Linked DNA regions of Mus musculus: region 1 is linked to region 2. The links are chromatin contacts, called in public promoter capture Hi-C maps. All regions are on one chromosome and are shown on one strand. Each heading gives the region's core, a stretch centred on a gene start, on an enhancer-like site or on the middle of the called end of the contact. The rest is flanking DNA. Distances are from core to core; before and after follow the strand shown. Region 1 holds the start of Rtl5 (retrotransposon Gag like 5). Region 2 holds the start of Hdac8 (histone deacetylase 8).

Region 1 (3,438 bases), core at 226-2,725, 430 kb before region 2:
TTTTCATCCTCATTAGGAATTAGTGCAAAGGGGCAGCAGCTATTTTGAACTCCAGTGAGCGAGGCTGTCTTGGGGACACGCACTTTCCTTTCTATCTTGACACACTCAAGAATCAGCTCATCCAGGTCGGCCACTTCAGTTGACCATAAGAGTTCCTTTCGAAAAATTTCTGACAAGCCTTTGAGAAATTGGTTTTGGAGGCGACAGTCATCCCAAGACAAGAACTGGGCCAAGAACTGAAAAGCATCTGCATAGCTGCCCAGGGTACAGTTTCCCTGCTTGAGCTTGCGTATGGCCTTTTTAGCCACGCGTGAGGGGATGGGGCCACAGAATTCCTTACGGATTTCATCCAGGAAGCGCGGGAAGTTGGCATGCAAGGAGCTTCCTTCCTGAGTGACTGAGATAGCCCAGTCTCTCGCTTCCCCTGTGAAAAAGGAGATGAGAAATGCCACCCGTTCCGCGCCCCCAGGGAAGTGATCCTCGTGATCTGCTATGAAAGTCTCTAGCTGCATCAGAAATTCAGCCAGGTACACTGGGTCGCCTGAAAAGGGTTCTATGTCTGGCCGCTCCAGCGGTGGCAAAAGGAACTCAAAGGTTGGCTCCTTTAACATGGGGGAGTGCAGTTCCGGCTGGGACGGGCTGGGTGACAGAGGAGGGTCACTGGACCCGTCGGGGTTGGTATAGTCCTGGACCACATTAATCAAAAGATCATCTGAGACGTACTCGGGATCTGTGCGTGGAGGAGGCCAGCACAGGAAAGGCACCTCCTCCTCCTCCTCTTCCTCCTCCTCAGGAGTGGGATCAGTCTCATTGAGCAGGAACTCAAAGTTCTCCTCGGCAAGGACCGGTACTATGGGCATGGGCCAGCGGATGTAGCTCGAGACATTGCCCCGCAAGGAATTAACCTCGGCCAAGGCTCTTCCGAGCTGCAGGCCCAGCTGGACATTCTCTCCTCGAAGGGCATTTAACTCCTCTCGCAGGGCCACATTCGCCAAGCGGAGGCTATTGAGATTTCCCGCCGCTTCAGACATTGTGACAAGTTCCTGGGGCTTTGAGTGCTGGGCACTTGGGGGTAGGGAGTTATGGGGAGTGCAGGAGGAGGCAGAAATGAGGAGGTGGGCGTGGGAGGAGACCAACGTGCGGCGACAGGGCGACCCGGCGCAAGCGAGCCCGGGCCACACCCACAGGGGCTCGGTCCGGGACGCGTTACCTCGTGGCAGGGGTCGGAGAGAGAGCAGGCAGCAGCTCGGGACCTGGAGGCGGCAGGCGCAGGAGACAGACGAGACGCTGGCAGAGGTGACGCCAACAGAGGCAGGCAGAGTAGGAGGGAAGGGACTGCGGCAGGATCTGTCGAGGAAAAATCTTGCAGACAGCGATCCCTCTCGCCTTTTAAGCTCAGCTACGCGCGCCCCCCGCAGGGGCGGGCCTTCGGGAACCGAGGGAGCCCACTGGCTCCCGCGGCTGCGCTCTCACTCACTCTCTCCTTCCCTAGCTGCAGCTAACTCGGGTCGGGAAAATGCGACAGCGACTGCCCACTCGAGGTCGTCATGGCGACAGCCAGTGAACGTGTTCCTCTCCTCGGGCAGGCCCCCGAGTGTAGAGGAACTGCTTCGCGAGGCGCAGCTCAATCTCCAGAGCCTGTTGCAAGGTACTGCGAGGGTGGGGGGCTGCCTTAGAGGCAGCTGCGCAGCAGGAGGGAGGCAAAGAAGAAATGGGGAGCAGCAAAAGAAAAGAAAACAGTTCCAAACCATCTCTCTTTTCACCTTCCAGACTGATGATGCTAACATTCTGTTTCCAGTGCTGTTGCTCCCTTCCTCCCTCCCTTTTTGGTTCAGTAGTCCATAAAGGGAGAAAGGATACAGGCTGAGACAGGGTAGTGGTCAAGCAATTCACGGAGAAGGAAATGGGAGACTCCCTCAATGGGGACCCACATTCCTTCCAGCCCTCCTGTTATATAGCCCATGCCTTGGGATGCTGGCACCAGAAAACAAAGGGGTTTCTCCTTACCTGGACTTCACACACTCTGCTCTTGTAATAACCTCCCAACCACAATGAGCTCCTCCATATATCTCTCCAAGCTGAGGATGTAGCTTAGTGGTAGCATGTGCAAGGCCCAAGCTTCTATGTCCAGCACCACAAAAAAAAAAAAAAAGCCATCTCTTGTACCTTTGAGTTTCTCTTACTACTTGAGTTTTTCAGAGACACTGGACACAGGGCTGAATTCCCCCAGGAGGTGCCCAATGGATACGAAATGTACAAAATATCTTGTCAGTTCTTATATCTCCGTGCCAGCATATATTAATCCCAGTGCAGAACAGAAAACATCTGATGGGCCTCCCAAGGGGGATACAGTGGAAACCCCCAGCTCCCCGAAAAGGGCAGTAGTGACCTTAGAGAAGCAAGATGCTAAGAGATAATCATGAGCCCTGTGTCCAACAAGGAAGAGCTACCATGCAAGAGGGGGAGGGGAGTGAATGTGCTAGTTTAGCAAAGGTAGAATTAGGACCAGGAAGCAGAAACTCAGAGAGAGGCAGACCTCCACCTCCAGACAAAGAAAAACTTTTCCAACATGCCCAGGGGCCACAGTTCAAAGGGAAGAGTGCTCTTTGGGTATCTGCCCTGAGACTTAAGAGCACCTGGAAGGGCTTCTGAAGAGGGAATCGGAGCAGAGAGCGCAGACATTGCTGCAGAGAATCAGCCCTGAGAGCAGCCTCAGCACCAGATTCAGAGCACACAGAGCCTGGAATGTCCATTCTGACCTCTCACTTTCTGCATGTCATCTAAGCCATGGCTTTGGTCAGGCCCGTTCACATCTTACACATACTTCCGTCATCATGTGTCCATGAACTTGGCTGTCTTCTATGCCACCACCTTCGGTTTCCTGACTTTTAGCCTCCCTAGACCTGACCCCACCCACAGTGGAACCAGACCTAGAAAACATCAATCGTGAGTTCTTGCGGCCAGGTATGGCGGCACAAGCCTGTATGTAACTCCAGCACTCAAGAGACTGAGGCAGGAGGATCTTGAGTTCTGAAGCCAGCCTGGGCTACATGTAAAACTTTGTCTCAAAGAAAAACAAAGCAAACATAAGTTCTTGCAATCCAAGGCAGGGTTCCAGACTGGACTTCTCAGTGTGGTTCTCTTCCGGCTTCATGCACATTGCTCCTGAGCAGTGCTGGAGAACAGCTGAAGAGCTGCAGAGCCTCAGAGAATGGAACTTTAGCAAAGGATGTCCTAGGTGTGGGCTTCCAGTTGAGCACTTAAGGTGGGGACCACTAAGAGAAAGCTTGGTCCCCAAAGCAGCACAGCTTGGATTTACTGACTTTCTTTCTTCCTCTACTCTCATGGTCCTGGAAACCAAGCCCTTTTCCATTTCTGAATCCAATGGCCAGGAAATAGCTCAAAGAAGCCATCGAGTCAGCCTGGGCAGCTTGGTGT
Region 2 (3,436 bases), core at 582-3,081:
ATGTTAGGCAAGTGTTCTACACATTGAACACTATCTTAAACCCCTTTAAAAATTGTATTTTGAGACAGGGTGTGGCTAAGTTACCCAGCTGGCTTTGAAGTTGTGATGTTCCTGTCTCAGCCTTCCAAAGGCCTAGAATTAACGGCCTGTACCACCAGGCTCAGAAAAGTGTTAAAATACTTTTAAGGAAAGACAAGTAGTTATTTTGATGACCATAGGAATTAAGCATAGGGAGGAAAACATTCCTAGAAGGGTATGGTGCTGCAAACCTGCTGATCCTGCACCTGGGAGGCAAGGCAGGTGGTTCTTGGTAAATTCAAGGCCAGCCTGGTTGATGTTAACAGTTCTTGGCTAGCCAGAACTACACAGTGAGACTCTGTCTCAAAACAACAACACATTCCAAAAGAATGTACACACTAAAAATGACTTAATACTAAGAATAAAATATGAAAACCTATTATATTACTTTCTGTGAAGAAAATGCAGCATTAGGTGATCTAGCCAGTCACGTAGTTGGTCAGTAATGAGAAAACCTGATTTGACATGTGCCAGGTCCATAATACTTTCATTTATGACATTAAATATAGAATTGGCAATCAACAGAAAGCTTGTTTTTGGCTTGTTTTTGAGAAGGATGTAGCTAGCTTTACTTGTGTGGTCAACAGAGACCAGGTTAAAGTTTGGTGGTGATGGGGGTGGGGTAGCAGATCTAAGTCTCAAATTGAACCCACATCCCCAAATCTAGCTTTAGAAAACAAACAAAATCCAGACCAAATATAAAACAAAACATTTTCCAGCTTAACACCTCCTCACATGTCTAGAAGCAAAGTCTCTTTTCTAAGGGATCTTAACCCCTTCGTGTGCCTTTCCCAACTGTTCTCAAGCTTTCCCGGCGGTACAAGCATCTAACAAAGACTATGAACACCCCACTCCCACACAAGCTTTTTTTTTTTTTTTTTTTTGAACGCAGCATTTCTCGCTGGTTAGTCCCACTGGGAGGAGACAAGGTGTTAAGGCTATGAACACGCCTGCCCTCAGAAATGATCATGTTCAGAAAGGTCAACGCACTTACCTCATTTGTTTATGCAGGGCATAGGCTTCGATCAGAGAGTGGACCATACTGGCCTGAAACAGCATCAAAGAAAGGCAGAGCAGTCTCCTTAAGGTTCAATGTACTGAAATGCCATTAACAACAACAGCCTGCGCGGAGAACTAACTACTTTCTCTCTTCTCCCTTCTGTCACTTTAACAGAATACACTTAAGACAAACACAGAGTCTCAAAATCGCCAAGATTCGAAGCTCCCCAGCTTTACTAACGCAAGTGATGGAATACTCTCTCCTAACAGTTTGTGGTCCAGGACCCCCTATTGGTAACTCCGCTCACCTCTGCGCCAATCCTTCCCCTCCCCCGCCCCCCGCCCCCACTCGAGCGTTGGATGCCCCACTGCGCTCTCTGAAGGTAATGAACCACTTCCTTCTGCTCGGCTTGGCGTGCCTGGCACTGCTAGTTACATTTTTGCTGAAGGTATCCTTCAGTCCAGTTTTCTCGTTTCCTAATGTACTCCCTTTCACACCCTCCCACCCCCATCCCCGCAAACCGTGGTCTTTGATCCAGACCTCTCTTACCCGTTTGGGGACCTTCACAAGGGAGTCGCAGATGCTGACATACTCGGGACTGTAAATATAAACCGGGGGTAGTGAATGCCCACTGTTGGCGGGTTCCTCTGGCATCTCCATCTCCCACTTCCAACCGTCCGCGAGCCAAAGTCTGGAGCCAACAGTTTTCAGACTCAGCCTGAGCTCCAGTTCCTGCTCCTCTGTTCAGCCCCAGCGGTGCTCCCTTGTCAACATTCCCTCCTATTTAGATCGCCGGAGACAGTTTCCCTGGTCCCTCGTCCAACTACAGGGATGGATGGGCCCTTCCAGACCAGATGCCTTCTACTGATGACCACAGTTCAAAAAAGGTGCCTGACAGATATAAAAACCAAATAACTGCCAATTGGGATCAATTTTTTCATGGCACAAGTAGCACGGTCAAAAGTAACCAGCCTTGTTGCCCTACGGGGCCATTTGAAATGAGGTCAGACCAGCTCCAAAGCATGCTGGGAGATGTAGTTTTAAAGGAGTATGGTAACAGAAAGAAACACAGCTAAACACTAAAAAAACGTGGTTTCAAGTTTTGGCGCTAAGAGTCTGAACTCTTTTAAGTTTTCAAACTGCAAATATCATTTAAATATTTAAATAGAGGTAAACTATACATTCAATAGCAGGCAAGACCACCACCCAGCTACATTAGCTAATGGTGCTAAGGCTGAGGATTGTTTGAAATGTTTACAGAGTAAATTTCGTGCTGCAACTTTAGTTCGCTACTTTTCATCACTGTCTGAAAGAGATTAACAGCCTCTCCAATAATCCACTCTGACAAACCCGATGTCACCTTCCTAAAACTGAGACAGGGACTGTGGAGCTTTCATGTGATGAAAAGCAAGGGTTCTCTCCCAAGTAGTGGGAAAACACACCTCCCCCATCCCCCAACACACAGCCACTTTTTCTTTCATTTGCTTCTGAAGCTAAACAACGGTTAGGGCAAATGTTTTAGGTTTGGTGTACAGGGTGTTAGTGTGTCCCCAGGCAGTGTTATTTCCACCAGAAGTTTGGGGGTTCTGGATGCCTACAAGATCTGAGCCTAGCTGGTCAATTCCCAGACTCCCAGCACTCAGACCATCCTCAACTGACACACTGAGGCCTCCGAGACAGGCCCAGATTTGTACTTTCTTTAAAAGACAAGCTTGCTTTAAACTTTTGTTTCGTGATAAGCACTTTGGATATTATCTTAATCCTTTCAACAGTTCTATGACGCAAGCTGTAACATGTCCACTTTGCAGATGTACTTTGGAGGGTAAAAACTATTCTCGGTCACACACTGAGGTAGGAAAACAATCCAAAATTAGCTCTACCTAACACCCAAAACCTAAATACTCCTTTTACTATGTGAATTTGATGCTTCCAGGTTGACTTTCTGCTATACCTGTGGTCAATATTCGATTTAGTATCCCAATACTTAATATTCTTGCAATCTTGAGGTATGTACGTGTGTGTGTGTGTGTGTGTGTGTGTGTGTGTGTGTGTGAGAGAGAGAGAGAGAGAGAGAGAGATATGCATTTGTTCTCCAATTAGAATGGAACAAGTTATGCTTCATTTGTATTTGTCTATAGAACTAGTTCAAAGCACTGTAATCATTCAGTTACCCAAGCACTTCTATGAACTGAGTGCACTATTAAGCACTTCTATGAACTAAGTGTACACTTTAGCTTTGGATTCAAAGATACACTGCACTCTCAGGGAATCTGCATTATAATAGATAAGATAAGGCTACTTCATTTGAAACCATATTAATAACAGAGCCAGATAATGAATGGAGGGCACTTAGCTTAC

The links. Promoter capture Hi-C pulls out the DNA fragments that hold promoters and counts their contacts.
Region 1: a promoter capture Hi-C map of pre-B cells shows a contact between it and region 2, with 5 times the contacts expected there. The contact joins the promoter of Rtl5 here to the promoter of Hdac8 in region 2. A contact is called at or near these places in 7 of 39 promoter capture datasets (3T3-L1-derived adipocytes, the C10 cell line, HPC-7-derived erythroid cells and 3 more), 1 of 115 datasets of contacts at active chromatin or transcription factors (embryonic forebrain) and 1 of 9 other capture datasets (pancreatic islet).

The regions. Positions count from the first base shown.
Region 1 is chrX:102,069,832-102,073,269 of GRCm38.p6, forward strand. It overlaps Rtl5 (retrotransposon Gag like 5), which reads right to left and starts at 1,476. Exons shown (of 2, transcript NM_001278534.1): 1 at 1-1,476. The coding sequence starts at 1,031. Nhsl2 (NHS-like 2) reads left to right here. Exons shown (of 8, transcript NM_001163610.1): 2 at 1,493-1,648.
Region 2 is chrX:102,503,327-102,506,762 of GRCm38.p6, forward strand. It overlaps Hdac8 (histone deacetylase 8), which reads right to left and starts at 1,832. Exons shown (of 11, transcript NM_027382.4): 1 at 1,628-1,832; 2 at 1,073-1,125. The coding sequence starts at 1,738. Gm32262 (a long non-coding RNA gene) reads left to right here. Exons shown (of 14, transcript XR_003953070.1): 14 at 1,253-2,000.